Linked DNA regions of Juglans regia: region 1 is linked to region 2. The links are chromatin contacts, called in public Hi-C maps. All regions are on one chromosome and are shown on one strand. Each heading gives the region's core, a stretch centred on a gene start, on an enhancer-like site or on the middle of the called end of the contact. The rest is flanking DNA. Distances are from core to core; before and after follow the strand shown. Region 1 overlaps LOC109007435 (E3 ubiquitin-protein ligase RFWD3). Region 2 has its middle 23 kb from the start of LOC109012001.

The links. A called contact is a pair of places that touch in the nucleus more often than the background predicts.
Region 1: a Hi-C map of leaf shows a contact between it and region 2, with 1.9 times the contacts expected there. The contact joins two enhancer-like sites.

The regions. Positions count from the first base shown.
Region 1 is chr3:25,233,883-25,237,288 of Walnut 2.0, forward strand. All of the region lies in intron 10 of LOC109007435 (E3 ubiquitin-protein ligase RFWD3), which reads left to right. Among protein-coding and RNA genes, the nearest start is that of LOC109007437, 18 kb to the right of the region's middle. Within about 2 kb of position 2,144, the one cell type or tissue checked has open chromatin away from gene starts, as enhancers often do. A contact at or near this core is called in leaf, where this site is marked.
Region 2 is chr3:25,042,456-25,045,866 of Walnut 2.0, forward strand. No RefSeq gene overlaps it. Among protein-coding and RNA genes, the nearest start is that of LOC109012001, 23 kb to the left of the region's middle. Within about 2 kb of position 1,811, the one cell type or tissue checked has open chromatin away from gene starts, as enhancers often do. A contact at or near this core is called in leaf, where this site is marked.

The sequences.
Region 1 (3,406 bases), core at 894-3,393, 190 kb after region 2:
GGGTTTATCGTTGGTGCCGTTTGGAACTATGTCAGGCGCTATGTCGGGGGAAGACGTTGTCCCTTTGGTATCTCTTATTCCATTAAACAATATAGATGGATCATCTTCGGATTGGGTTTTGCAAAAGGTTAATGAGATTCAACATATTGTGGGAATCTCACATGGAGGATGTGAAGACCAATTTAATGCTCTAATCACTGTGATTGAGGTGAGCCACTCACGTGATACCAAATCAAGCTTTAAGAGAAGCAGGGAGTTGAAGCGTCTTTTTTGTGCAATCAACTATGATGCTAAGGGCGGTAGCTCAAGTCGAGGGCATAGAGGTTAGAGCGTCTTTCGCATAGAGGGTATTTTGGGTGGAGGTTGGGCTATGAGCAACATTAGGTTGGAGTTGGGGAGGTGTAATTTATTCTAACTCGGGCTTGTTGTATTTTGGGTAGTTTTTCACAGGTTTTTTGGGGCAGTAGGAGCTCTCTAGTATGGGTTAGGGATTTTCTTGTATACATCCAGTGTATTTGGTTACTCCTATTGATATATATATATATATATAGAATACTTATAAAAAAAAAAGATATCTTTGTTGTTTATGAGCATTTCAATTGGTAGATACACAATCTATACCCAGGCGCGTGTGGAGGGTCAAAAGGAAAAGCAGGTCATCTACATTCGAAGTGGGTTCTATGTCAGGTATTGGTGTGGAGACGACCGAAACGGACTACCCCTCACCAAAGGTGACTCGGAAATCGGTGATGAGTTGTGCAGCCAATGCTTTTTTCGTTGAATTGACGGCACTCGCGACGGAATCTAAGGTATTGCCAAGTTTTGGGGGAGTTTCTGCTAATCCCAAAATTCAAATGGCGACCATGGTTCCACCACCCACGTCGAAGGTAACAGGTGTACCTCTTCAAGCATCTTGTTGGTTGACACATAACTTTAGTCAGGGTGGTGACAACATCAATAGCACTGTGGAGGAGATGCGAGTTTTAGGAACTGGTGTAGAGGAAGGGACGTGGTTGTCATTGGTGCCTTGCCAGGGGCAATTTTTAGGGCCTGGTCCACAGTTTGGAGTTGAGACTGCAGAAGATGTTCCCTTGATATCTCTCCCACCAATTAACAATATAACTGATTCATTATCAGATTGGGTTTTGGACAAGGTAAATGAGACACAACAGTGTGAGGATTACATGGAAGGATTCGAGGACCAATTCACAACACTACTCACTGCAATAGAGGTGGGTCATGCACTTGGCACAAAATCAAGATCTAAAAAGAGCATAGAGTTAAAGCGTTATTACTTTGGCAATCAACTATGACGATAAGGGAGGTAGTTCAAGTTGAGGGAGGACTAGAGGGAAGACAGAACCAATTGTATATTTTTAGTAGGCCTGTTCGGAGTTTTCAAGTATTGAGGAGTGTGTTGGGGAATTAACAGTGGCTTGGTGTAAGGGCAAAATCTGGTTTGGTGGGATAGGCATTGGTGCACAGGTGGTGGTTTGGGGCAGGCGCGTCTTTGGGCTTGGGCTAGGGCTTTGTTAGTTTTATCTTCCTAGATGGGTTTATCCTTCTTTTTTTTGCACCCCAACTAGATGTTTTCTCTTGTATACATCTAGTGTACTTGGCTACGCCTATTGGCATCAATAAATTTTGAGTTATCAAAAAAATAAAAAAACAAACTCTCAAGTTCCATATTTCTTCAATTCGAAACTACTTGGGATTACCTTTAGGGGGCATCATTTCATTTAAGGCCAAAACAATTTGGGATGACATCGTTGATAAAATGGAATGGCGTTTAGCGGGGTTGAAACCACTCTATCAATCAAAAGGAGGCAGATTAAATTTGATCAAATGCAGTTTATCTAACTTAAGGAAGCAGTGGATTGTTGTGATAGACTAGTGCTGTATGTGCATGAGTGGGAAACCATGGATCACTTGTTTTTTTTTTTATAAGTAATCGAACTATGGATCACTTGTTATTACATTGTGAGGTAGCTAGAACACGATGGGATGAATACAGGGACCAGCTGAAGATGGAAGAGTGAACATTGGGGGTTATAGATATCTTATAATACCACCATCGATCGATCGATAGAGCGGAATGACCAGAAAAAGAAGTGAAGTCAGAAAGCCTGAACCCACTTTCTCCTGGGCAGCAACACCCAAACCATAATAAATGCAGGCAAGCCTCTGGCCTTTGGGCACGTTGGAACCGCATGAGTTCACCAGTGTGGAGCATGATCCACCAGGTTAGGTGCTAATTAGAGTGGGTCTAGCATGGGTCATGCTTAGAAGTGGACTTCTTAACGTGAGGGTTCTATACAGTAACCCACAAATAGCAGCACTATGGAAGTAACTCCCATATCTTTATTGTGGTACATTTAGATGGTGAGAAATGACATCAATTTTGAAGACCGGGAGAGGACAATGGACGAGCTTAAAGTTTTCTTTTCCAACACTTTGTTCCTCTGGGCAGTTGCGATAGATTTTAATGGATTAGTGCCCATTAATTATTTGTAATTAATGTAAATTCTAGTTAGGCATTTTTCTTATATAAATCTTGTATACTTTGACTATGCCTATTGTTCTATTAATAAAATTCATAATTACTTACATAAAAAAAACTTTATCCAACTTCTCTTCTTATTATCTGCTCTATACTAGTTGGGGTGGCACATCAGATGCACAAGCTGCAGAGAGATCTGTTATGGGGACTTGTGGGAGTCCAAATATTATCTAGTCAGCTTGCCGAAGATTGGTACTCCAGTCTCGGGTGGGGGGTTGGGTGTTAGAAATTTATTGGTTTTCAATCATGCTATGCTTGGAAAATGGCTATGGTGTTTTGCCACTGAGAGGGAAGCATTATGGTGATCAATGGTGGACGTTAAGTTTGGTTGTACATTGTTTGGGGGGGTGGGGGGACTCCAATGAAGTAAATGGGGCTAATGGGGTTTGTGATTGCAAATATACCAGGAAGAAATAGTATCTATTTTAATAGATTCGAGGTAGGCAAGGGGGGCTAGGATCAGATTGTGGTGATAGGCCTTTGCAGGCTATTTTCTCGTTGTTGTTCAGGATTGCTTGTGACAAGGTTACCTTGGTGGCTAGCGCTTGACTCAGCTGTAATGGCTCTAGATAATGGAATTTGACCTTTACCTGATTAACACGTGATTGGGAATTGGAGTCTTGTTCGACATTCATCAATCTCTTCTATTCTACCGGGATGGGAGATGGGAGGTGGTGGAGTGGATAAGATACGTTGGATTCCTTCCAAAACGAAGAAGTTTGAGGTCAGATCTTTCTACCATACTTTACGCCCTGCATGTATTACCTTTACTTTGAAAGGAGTTCATAGGAACAAAGCTCTATTGCAGGTGGCATTCTTTGTTTGGACGACTGCATTAGGGAGAAT
Region 2 (3,411 bases), core at 561-3,060:
TGTAAGGAATTTTTAGCTAAAATTTAGAAAAAATCTGCTTATACCGATGTGGATGCTCTAAGTACTTTGAACCAATTTCTACTTGATCTAAAAAAAATTCTACAAAGACAAAAAACAAGTTTGTTGACTAATGCTAGATATAGTTATAAGTTGTGTATGCATCGCACACTTCTTATGAAAAAATGTGTAGTCTACTATTAAAAAATTAATTTATTTTATGTGAATTTCATAAATATTCACTATTTTCAAAAGGAGTGCACTGTGTTTGCATAGTTTATAATTATAAATATCATTTCTCGAGATTAATAACATACTACATCTCTTTTCGACAACTATGGGTTAACATACAAAGACAGTGACTTTGTATGCCCCTCTCAACTCTTTTTGGATATGCATTGAGAAACAATATTTGGAGTCATAGTATATGTAAGCGTTGTGCATTCTCTTTAAAAAAATTTGATAAATTTAAAACTCACATAAAAAAAATTATTTTTTAATAACATTGGACCCTATTTTTCTTTTCAAGACAAAATGCGTGAATCTAGCTCACCTTACGATTGTATTAACATTACCCGTACATATATCGATTTCGTGGCTTCCAAAAATACCCAAAACTCAAATCTGTTGTCAAATGGTTAAAATTACCCCTACATATATGTAGATAGTTTACAACTTATTCACAATTTATATATAATTTTAAAAATAATAATATTTTTTATTATATTTAAATCCATCAAATCAAAAGTGAAAAGCCAAATAAAATTTAAAATAATATTATTTTATTACATAATTATAAATAAGTTGTTATAGAGTAATAATTCTATAATTTCTAGCAAATTAAAAACGCTGGTATAACTTTTCATAGTTTAGTGAAGAAGAACCCAATATAGGTATCTTTTTTTCTGTTTCCTTAATAAACCCCAATATACTATATAGGTATCAAATATACGAGTTCAGTTCCTTTTTAATTGTTAACTCTTATTAAAAATAGAACCTACCTAAAGTTCATCATTAAGCTATAATGATTAATTACATTTCTCCATTCTACACTACAATTTTCATTCTTATTCATACGAATCATACATGAAAACTTTGATTCAATAAAATTATAACTATAAAGTTTCACGATCAGTTACCCCTGTCAAAATGTTCGCTAACTTCAAGTAGTCTCGTTTATTTTCACAGATGAGATGTGATGAGTTGATATTAAAGTTAAAATTTGAATAAAATATTATTAGAATATATTTTTTTAAAATTATTTTTGTTTTGAAATTTGAAAAAAGTTGAATTGTTTATTTTATTTTATGTAGAAATTTAAAAAAGTTGTAATGATTAAATTAGATGAAATGAGTTGAGAGGAGTAATTATGAAAATGAATAATTATCTTACATATAGGATGGAAATGGTTTAGTTTTAGACCTCGTTTGTTTTTCACAAATGAGATGAGATGAGTTGAGTTAAGAATTAAAAGTTAAATAAAATAATTGTTAAAATATATTTTTTTAATATTATTTTTGTTTTGAGATTTAAAAAAATTGATTTTATTTTGTATGAAAATTTGAAAAAGTTGTAATGATGAGATGAGATAAGTTGTAAAAAAAACTAGCGTTAACGATATTTAACATCTTTTAATATTATTTTATATCCATAATTCTATCAGGCGATGCAAGCTATAGATGTCATGGGCCAGGCCGAATACATGCGAAAATAGCAAAAGTCCAAGTAGATTAAAGCATAAGTCCTACTGTAAACAAACCAGGCCCCAAAGAACAAACACCCGGCCCACCAGAACTGACTCACTAAATCTAATAAAAGAAGACGGGGATGACGCCGAAGGTGGAGAAGCCCATAAGCCCACTCAGTTCTTCCTTGAACTGTGACAAGGACAAAAATCCTTTGGAATTAGCCTTGCAGCTAATGGTACTCCAAGATCATCTCTGCCTATAATCTCTATATCCATCTTCCTTTTATTTTGATCCAAACTATATCTCAATTTGCTATAACTGAGTTTTTCCTTGGAGCTTTCCATTTTTGTACCTGAGCTTGCTTGATTGTTTATGCAGATATGGGACTATAAGTCATTGATTCTTGAAAATTTTGCCATGATTGCCAATTGGTTGGGATGCTCTAATACACTAACCATAATGTAATCTATTCCTTCTCAAACCAGATTTACATTGCTGTTACCATACGTAGTTCAAAACAGTTAGACAATAGCTTGTAAAAGTTCAAATTATGTTGTAAATTCTCTAGTACGATATTATATATATAAAAACTGATAACTAGGACACTCTTCGAAATTATATATAATTAATTTAGCCACAATTAAGGTTGCGTTTGGGTAGTGAGGTATTATGTGAATAATAGTGAAAAAGTAATGATAGAATATTGAATAATAGTAAAAAGTAATAATAAAACAATAAATAATCGTGAGGTATTCTAAGACTACATTTACCAAAAAGTCGTAATCCTTCCTAGACATCAATTTTTTTAATCTTATAGAGAGACTTTATCATGGCTCATTATCTAAGGATACCTTCTACAACTTACTACAAGTAGGCCATTCCTTTAGTATCTCTCTATCAAAAAATTCTATGTTGTTTATAAAATAGAAAAATTATCGAAATGTTTCTACATATACGATGAGTAGATGTCCCCATTTTTCAAAGCGACTGCACGACACTTGCATACTCACGACTGCAAGTATCATTTCTCTTTTTCAAATCTCCATTTTCCCTAACGTTCCCAACTCAAGTTTCCCGGTATATCCTCCACAAGAGGTACCTTGACAGGCTCCACTGATACATCCGGCAATGGAAAGGTAAACATCACGAATTTAACATAGTAACTCGTCCGCTAGGGTCAGTTGTATAAATAGTGGTGGCCTGGACGGTGGCCCACCCAAATAGAAACTCATCAACCTGATGAAGAACCCAAGCCACCATCTGTGCTTAGGAAAGGATTGGAGGCCTAAGTTTAAACTAGAAAAAAAAAAATGAAAATACTAATTTATACAATTTATTTTATCTCTTTTTCAAAGTCGACACATGAAATACATCATGGATTCCTTGCATCTCAATTGGAGGCCTTAAGGTTGCCTTATCCCTCCCGCAGTGCAGAGTGAGATCAGTCTCACGGCAACCCGAATAACTTACCCTAGCCCCCGCTACGTCGAAGTGTGGGATCAGTGACAGCCTAACCCAAACTTACCATTTCCTATGATGTCAACGGGTGGGAACGGGTTTAGTAACAGACTGCCCGAACTACTTACCTCCTAGCAGGATACTATATGGAAATGGAAGGATAGGCCTTAAGGTTGCCTTATCCTTCCCACAATGGAGAGCGGGATCAGCCTCACGGCTACCTAAATAACTTACCCCAACCCCCGTCGTAGTGAAAGAGTTAACCAGT